2 separate regions of the Urocitellus parryii genome follow, and region 1 is linked to region 2. Evidence: chromatin contacts called from public Hi-C data. All regions are on one chromosome and are shown on one strand. The core of a region is the stretch at or near the end of the contact, and the rest is flanking DNA. Distances in the headings are between cores, read along the strand shown.

Evidence for each region. Hi-C and Micro-C count contacts between places; a contact is called where the count stands out from the background.
Region 1: a contact with region 2 is called in a Hi-C map of muscle, with 4 times the contacts expected there. The contact joins the promoter of Foxn3 here to the promoter of Efcab11 in region 2. A contact is called at or near these places in 2 of 2 Hi-C or Micro-C datasets (liver and muscle).

What each region holds. Positions count from the first base shown.
Region 1 is chr6:15,379,121-15,383,258 of mUroPar1.hap1, forward strand. It overlaps Foxn3 (forkhead box N3), which reads left to right and starts at 2,566. Exons shown (of 8, transcript XM_026394242.2): 1 at 2,566-2,672.
Region 2 is chr6:15,079,757-15,084,066 of mUroPar1.hap1, forward strand. It overlaps Efcab11 (EF-hand calcium binding domain 11), which reads left to right and starts at 2,286. Exons shown (of 6, transcript XM_026394240.2): 1 at 2,286-2,435; 2 at 2,948-3,043. The coding sequence starts at 2,361. It overlaps Tdp1 (tyrosyl-DNA phosphodiesterase 1), which reads right to left and starts at 1,034. Exons shown (of 16, transcript XM_026394228.2): 1 at 1,010-1,034.

The DNA.
Region 1 (4,138 bases), core at 1,316-3,815, 300 kb after region 2:
GTTGTTGTTTTGTTTTGTGTTGAGGTTTGAACCCAGGGCCTTGTGCATGTGAGGGAAGCACTTTACCAACTGAGCTTTGGAATATGAATTGGTATCTGGTGAGTGGAGTCCCTCACGGCTTCCTGATGGTGATGTGAGTCGCTTCCCTCTGCCATACTTTGCGGCCATCACATACTCCCAGCCCATCAAGTAAGTTTTGCATTAAGCCTTCTAAGTAGTTCCCCAGGAGGGGCTGCATGTATGTATCTTCCCTACTGGGCCATGTCTAGTTCCTTCCTCATGAACCACACACAAAAAAAGGAATGTATCACTTTTCAGAGAAAAATGTTTCTATCTTTCTGGTTAAATGTCATCTAGCCCCACCTGCTTGTTTGTGGGGTTTGGGACACATCAACAAGAGAAGTTAATGTTTCCTTTAGGCAGGGGGGAGGAGGAAGTGAACTGCCATAAACAGACTGGCTGGTAGCTTTCCAATGGGTGCAGGAGGCTGAGGACTCCCTGGAGGCCCAGTGGGCTCCAGCTGTCACCAGGTCTGGACAGGGAGGCCAGAGTTTTCCCAGTTGGCCGCCTTGTAGCTGAAACACCTTGACTTTTCAAGGGTTGGAAAGCCTTTCAGTATGGGCACGTAGATAACCAGTTTCCACAGAGAAAATCTCACTCCTCTGTGTGTAAAATGGGACCCGGTCTTAGTCTCTGAGGGCCAGCAGAAAGGTACCCGGGGGAATGTAGCCTTGCACCGTCTGCCAGGGTACCCTGGATAGCCCCAGGACAGAAATCTGAAGGGCACAGGGCTCACCAGCCATCTTTCTCCTTTAGCAGAGAGCAACATGTATTCAGCTAGCCTCATTTTTCCAGGCTGTAAATCTCTGCTCTGCTCCAGATAACGGTGACTAAAGGACCCTACCTGCAGGCTTGTTTTGGATACCTCATCCACCCCACAACACTTAAGGAGAAATAGCTGGAGGCCTTGATGTACTTGAAAAAACCTGTGGGAAGTTCTAGAGGACAAGGTTGGGATTCCAGCTGCTCTGCTCACCAGCTGTGTGGTTCTGGACAAGTCCCTTCACCTTCTGAGACCTTCATTTTCTCATTTGAAAATTGGGGGTTATAATATCTGTTTTCTCACAGAGGTGTGGTAAAGATCACATGAGATGCACGTTCCAGTACTTTGAAGATCTACAAGTGTAACATAGTACAACATAAGTCAGCAGAAGGGGTGCCTTTGATGTTTAATTAATACTAAAAATCTTCCATTACATTTATTTAGCTATAATTGGAAGGGGTGAAGGCAAGAGTACTTTTCAAAGGGATTTTTTTTTTCTGCTCCAAAAATAAAACTCAGAAAGCACATATTTGATTTTCTTTTTGGTATAAACCACAACGCCATTACTACGAGCAGTTTTACAGAACTGTGACCTTCAAACTTGGTGATACCAGACTGAAAAGAAAACTCCCAGTCTCCAAGGCTTTCCAACAAGCTTTTCAAACCAAAGCACTATTATTTTGAATTAAGAGCTAACAGAATTGTCCTCTTAAATGAGCACTTACCAGATGAAAAGTTGCTTTCCAGGTGGCCTGCAGTAAATGAATGAGCCAAGAAGTTGCTGGAAGCCCTTTTGGGGGCAAACCAGGGGAATTTGATATGAATGTGTGTCAAACTGCCTCTCCCCTGTTGTGAAAAAGAAACTAAGAACTTACAGTCTTCCTAATTGTACACGAGCTGATTTGTGTATCAATCTAGGATCATAATTTACTTTCAGTTTACGAAATTTGTGAATTTTCGCATTTGTTTTAATTTGTAATTAAGTTTTCTCTATGAGGCACGCCATATGCCACCATTAATTCTCTCTCGTTGATTTCTTAGGAGAGACACGAGTGCATATTTTGATGCAATTTTTGAGGTCTTTTGAAAATCAAATGACTATGTGCTTAGCCATATGGGGCTTTATTATTTAAAATAGCATATTATAAAGTAAGAGAAAGCAACATGCAAAAGGACCTGTTAACGGGGGTGGGGGGGTGGGGGTGGGGTTATTGGGAAACTCTTTAAAACGTGGTTTTAAACACACAAATTTTCAACTTTCTCCTTTTTTTTTTTTTTTTTTTTTTTTTTTTGCATTCTACTTCTGAAATCTTTCTTTATCGATCCCGTCTGGAAGGCCTCCTGTCTGGTGTGAACGCACACGACAACCCAAGCGCCCGGGACAAACCTCGGTGCTTTACAACTGGGGCTGCAGACGCCAACGTCTGCCTTCCGCGAGTTGGGCTGCAGCCCACGTCTGTCACTTAACATCTTCGGATCCAGGATTGGAGCCCCTCGGTCCCCCAGCACCGACCGACCGCGGCGGCTTCTGCGAGGGACCGGAGGGTGGGCGGTGTTCGCGGGGTTCCCCGGGGCTCCCGAGCTGCCGGCCGTACGTGCGGGCTGCAGACCGGGCCGCGGGGCGGGCGGCGGCGGCGCGCGCTAGGACCCAGCAGGGCTCCGGGCCCGGGTGGGAGCGCGCCGCCGACCCCGGGCGGGCGCCGGGCGCTGGAGCCCGGGTTCCGGCCGCGATCGGCTGCAGCTCGGCCGGGAGACGGCGCGACCCGGCGGCGGGACCACCCGCGAGTGCAGCGCCGCCGCAGCCCCCCGATGCGGCCGCGAGGAGCGGCGGGGGGGCGGGCGATCGAAGGTAACGACCGCGGGGCGCGCTCCCCGCCCCCGAGCCCGCCGCGGTTTAGCATTGTCACCGGGAGCCCGCGCCCCGGCCGCCGCGGGGCCCGGGGCCGGCTCCACGGGGCCCGCCCCCGTCTTTGCACCTAGTTTCCACGGATTTCTAGCCTGCAGCCCCAGATGGGGAAGAGCCAGGGAGATGGCAAGTTGCTTTATTTTCATTAGTTTTGTCTCAAAAGTAAGTTCATTAAAAAAAAAAAGAAAAGAAAGAAAGAAAAAGGGAAAAAAAAAAGTTTCTCTGGAATCTGTAGGTAGGTGTTTTTGGAAAAAAAAAAACCTAACAATTTTTTAAAAATCGCCGGCAAATGGATATTTAAAAAATCACCATCTCCTGGGTGTGATCCTGCTAAGGACTCCTGGGGAAGCCCCGTTGGTGGGGTCCCCCGGCCTGACTTTTATTTTTCAAGGGACCAACGTGTTCAATGTGGAGTTTAGCTGGGGCAGTTTGCAGGCTTTGCTGTCGCAACTGTTTTGCTATCAATTATAAACAGAGTGTCAGGTCTGTGGGCAGTTTAAACCTCTGTTCAAATACTGTAGCTGCTTATCCTGATGTGACACAGACAGATGAGAGTTTCCGTTGAAAGCAGCAAGAATATTTCTTTCTTTCTTTTTTTTTTTTTTTTGAGCAACATTGTTTTGAGGCGGAAAAACCACGATTGCCAGCCGAGGAGGCTGAAGAAACTGTGTATTTCATGCTTTGTTTATACTCTGGGAGTGACATTTGGGAAAGGGAAGCACGGTCTTTCTCGGAGCTTTTAATCGTGGGGTTATTAATTTATTTAATTTATTAGTTCCAATTGGTTGGGCTCGGGGAGCCCTCCGTCACAGGCTGTGCTTAAGGTGACACATTTGCTAGCAGTTGGGACACATGATTGCAAAAGCAAAAATGTGCCTCATCCAAAGGACGGGTCTGGTGGAAGCTCCCATGTGGCGCTGTCGTAGGCAGGGTGCGACCCGCTCATTGAGGAAAAAGGAAAGCGATTCCCTTTGCTAAGAAAGACATCCTGTTATATTCCTTTTGTTCCCGGTTATTCATTGATCGCCAGCTCTGCCTTAGACAGGGCGAGCAGCTCTGAGGGTGCAGAGCTCTGAAGACGGCACCAATGTCTGGAGCCCGCTCTAACTCTTGCACTGATTGGTCAGTTAGATTGAGACTTAGGAAAACAGTCACCCCAAACCCTCTTTTAAAATCGTGCCATAATTTCAGATGAGCCTTCTTGTGCGTGGGTCTCTGCGAGATTGTTTTTTTTTTTTTTTAATCCTGCTGCAGTTTGCACGAGAAAGCTTTATGTTTAATTTTTGGTTGTTGTTTCTATCCAGATAAAGTAGGCCATTTTGGTGACAGATTTCTTTGCAGACCTCAGCTACTAGCTTCCATTGATAGATGTATCACTTTACAAGACGTTATCAATGATTTCTGCTTCC
Region 2 (4,310 bases), core at 1,036-3,535:
AGATTGGATAAGGGCTGAGCCTCGTTTTCCTCAGCTGTGAAATAAGCATCGTGCTTACCTACCCCAATTCATTGACTTAATACACGCTTACTGAACAGCTACTGTGTACTGAGCACTGGGAATAAGAAATTAACAATATACAGTTTCTGTCCTGGGGGAGTTTGCTTCTAGAGTGGAAGAGAGATTAACAACATAAAAATTTAACTTCACATTTTACAGGGATGACCTTACTTAGGAACAATCTCTGAAGAAATGAATGGGACCCGGAGGATAAAACGGACCCAGACAGCTAAAACATGAAGTGAAGAGCATTCCGGGGAGAGGGAACCCAACCGCAAAGGCTGGAAGGTGAGAACAGGGTCATAAGAACTGCAGGATCAGAAGAAGGATTTATGTAAGAAAGGTAATGGTCCGGGATGAAAGGAGTGGGGGAAGAAGGCTTATGTTAAAGACACTACATCTTATTCTAATAACTGAACTTTAATAAGGGGAGTAACTTGGCTCGATTTACCTTTTTAAAAATATTACGTTGGCTACAATTCCGTATGGTGAATGGTTTGACGGGAAGGTCCAGCAGGGACTGGGACCTGTTTGAAGGAGGTAGGCGTGGACTGTGACCGTCCCCCTTTGGGGGAAACGAGCCAAGAAAGCTCAGGTACACGCCCGCAAGTGGGGCGCGTTCAACCTGCGCTCGCTACAACTGTCGGGGACCGCACCCCGCAAGGGCCGAAGCGAGAGGGGGCCTCGCACCCACCCTGCGGGCAGGAGTCGGTCTCTGCAGCGCTTGCTGAGCGCCCGCTAAGAGGCGCTATTACTGCAGGAAGCCGAGGCCGCGGGCACAGGACCCCGAACGGAGTCCTCCGGCGGTGCCGCTTCCCTCGCGGTCAGCCTCCAGCCGGGCCACCACGCGCCCGGTTCTCCGGACTCCAGCTCCCCGGCACAGCGAGCCGGGCAGTCGAGGGACGCAGGACTAGAGACCGCGCGCAGCCCACGGCCGCGGGACACGTACCTGACCACACCGCCTCCGCCGCCGCCTCGGCCCCGCCCCGCGCGACGTCTGCGCCTGCGCGCAGTTCAAACGCACTTCGCCGCGGCCCGCGCCTCACCGCCCAGCCGCTTCCCCTTCCGGGAATCTTGCCCTTGGGTCCTAAAGACCCCCATATCCGAAGGGACTGACAGGTTTATTCCTCAAAGGGGGCAGATGGGAGACCTGACCTCCTCTCCCTCCCAGCTCACCTACTGGTGTCTTAAAAGAGAGAGAAACAGAAAGGTGGTCAACCCCTTTATAGGGGTTCACATAGCTTCAGGTTCCCAGGGGTCAGCGGTGTGTTTTGAAAGGCGGAGAGAGAGAGAGAACAAAAAGATGAGCTGAGATTAAAAGCAGCTGCCAAATGGAAAACCCGTGTCCCGGGAAGAGCGGGCTCGGCTGGGGCTCAGTCTTTAAAAGCCTGCTGTAAAATAGAAAGTTAAACAAGTCCACATCAGACTCAGAACCTCGAATGCCTGCTTCTTTCAAACAGGCATGCGAACGTTCTTTTAAATTTATTGATTTGACAAAATAGAGGGATCAGAGATGAACCCATCTGGGAAACGGAACTCTCCCGACGTTCGTCTTTTATAAGGATGTTTGCTATGTAATTTGGACTTGAGGCTGTTTATGCTATTTACTCCTTGGGTCTCCCTCAAACCAGGCATCACTTTCAGAGGGTTGAATGGAATAAGTCTGTGTAAATGTGCTAACGGCTTCTTTCGTTTATTGAAGATCTCCTTTGTTCCAGACACAGTGCTAGGTGCCGGAGTTATTAAAAAAAAAAAAAAAAAAAAAAAAAAAAAAGGACAAAACCAACTTACTAACTACCCTGCGTGCTCAACCCAATGACTTGCTGACTTAAACGTGAATCCTGGATTTGGCTCGACTTCTAGGCTTTGTTCATCCTCTTTGTGTCTTCTATGAAATCTAGCAAAGCCAGGGACCAACATAATCAAAAGGAATTTATCGCAAGGTTGGCAACGAATGAAAGAAATCATGAACTTGAGCATGTAGTTTGTAAAGCATCTAGGTGCGCTGGGTCTCGCGTCGCTTGCAGAGAGTTAAGGGAACTAAGCAGGGGCGGAGCTAAGCGCTGGGGGGCGGGCCTGGGAGCCTCCCCGCCCCTGGCTGGTCCAAGGAAACACAGCCTGTGGCCTATAGCATTGCGATATCAACGCCAGTGGCTCGGAGACCGTCCAATGGGAGGAGACGTTGGAGCTGCACGGCTAGTTCCAGAGCCGCGGTGGGCGTGGCCGAGGGAGGCTGAGAGCGGGGTTCTGGCGGGAGAGGTTCTGGACTAGGTGGTCCGGAACTGGTTGTAGCTGTGGCTATGTTTTTCTCCGAGGCTGGGGCCCGGCGGCGGACGTGGGAAGCCAGCCCCGCGGAACACAAGAAGTTTGTGGAAGTAGGTGTCCGGAACGTGACTCTTAAGTTTTGGACTTCGTCTTGGCTCCGGGCATTTCAGTCTCTGTGCTGGCGTCTGGCTCAGCCGGGTTGTTCAGACGAGACCTGGACGACCCTTAGAACAGTCGTGATTAATGAAAAGCCCAGAGCTGCCTGCTCCTGGTTCTGCCTGCTTCCAAGTTCTTTCTCCACCCCGGTACCCAGCTACGTAGTTTCGAATTTGCATTTCTCCCAGTTCAAAGCCAGCCCCCAGCCCCGTTGCCTCGCTTTCCTAATTTCTAGGACGGAATTGTGGGTAGAATTTATCCTGAAGGTGAAAACTAATTTGCGTCAGCCCAGCGGTTAAGACCTTGGCACTTCTGGCAGATTTCTTGAGATTTAAAGTTGGGATAATACCACTCTATTTCTAAGCTCTACTGGGCTAAGTTTTAGATTTTAGAGGTTCAAATTTGATAATAATGAAAATAAGGGAACAGTTTGTTTTACTAACTGAAACCATTTAATATTCTTTAGGTATTTAAAGCATGCGATGAAGATAACAAAGGCTACCTAAGCAGAGAGGACTTTAAGGTTGCTTTTGTAATGCTGTTTGGGTACAAGCCCTCCAAGGTAGAGTTTCTTTGTGTATTTGGGGGATGCGGGAGATGCAATATGAATGGATCCTAAGAAAATTGCCAAGGGGTTTTCTTGGGATCTTACAAAGTGCATGGGTGACTTATAAGCTGTTTCAGAGGTGTCACCAGTGCTGAATTTTCCTCTTTCCTCTTAAGGACCCAATTCAAGAATGAATTAGAGATGTCTCATTGGAGCCCACGAAACATATATCTCCACCAAGCTGCTAATAGTTACATTAAATATGAGATGCTAGCGAGATGTCAACAGGGAAGACTGGGAGAAGGATGTTGGTAACAGAAGGAATTCACCTAGGAGGTTATCTGTTGTGTCTATTCACATTAAATTAAAACTTTTTTTGCTTTGTTTAAATTATAAAAGTTATACATTCACATAGTAAAAAGAAAATCTCTTTCAACTAGAGGGTCTCAGCTTCTCAGGGTTTACCATTACTAACCAGGTTCTTACGTATTGTTTCAATTTTTTTTTCAAAAATTTCAAAATGACGAACTATATGCATAGTCTTCCATTGAAAACATGGTACATACTATGCCTATTTTATTTTAATGTTTTTCTCACTTAACAATACATCAACCTGAAAGCACACACCACTGCCTCATTTTAAAAATTAGTTGTATAGCCGGGTGCAGTGGCACACACCTGTCATCCCAGCGGCTAGGGAGGCTGAGGCAGAAGGATTTCAAGTTCAAAGCCATCCTCAGCAAAAGCGAGGTGCTAAACAACTCAGTGAGACCCTGTCTCTAAATAAAATACAAAATAGAGCTGGAGATGTGGCTCAGTGGTTGAGTTCCCTGAGTTCAATCTCTGATACCAAAATAATAATGATAATAATAATAATAATAATAATGTAATGATCTCTCTTTGGTCATTTTTTAATTTGTTTTCATTATTTTTCATTCCTACAAACATTGCTGCATTGAGCATCCATTTATATCTACATAAACACACAAACACATAGATTTATGTCCTTGTGAATGTGTAATTCCTAGCAGTAGAGCTGCTAGGTTCTGCAATATGTACATTTGCAATTTTGTTTGATATTGCTCTTCAAAAAAGATTGCACCAATTCACCAATGAGAATTGAGCTGAGTCTCAATGAACCTTCTACTTCAGAATAGGTTTCCTGTTCACACAGTCTTTGTGCTGTTCTGCTTGCCTGTTACCTGCATTCTAGAGATGAATGCTTTCTTGTTAAGCATCGGGGTCAAGATGCTGTCCAGATTCAAGAAATAAAACTGCAAAA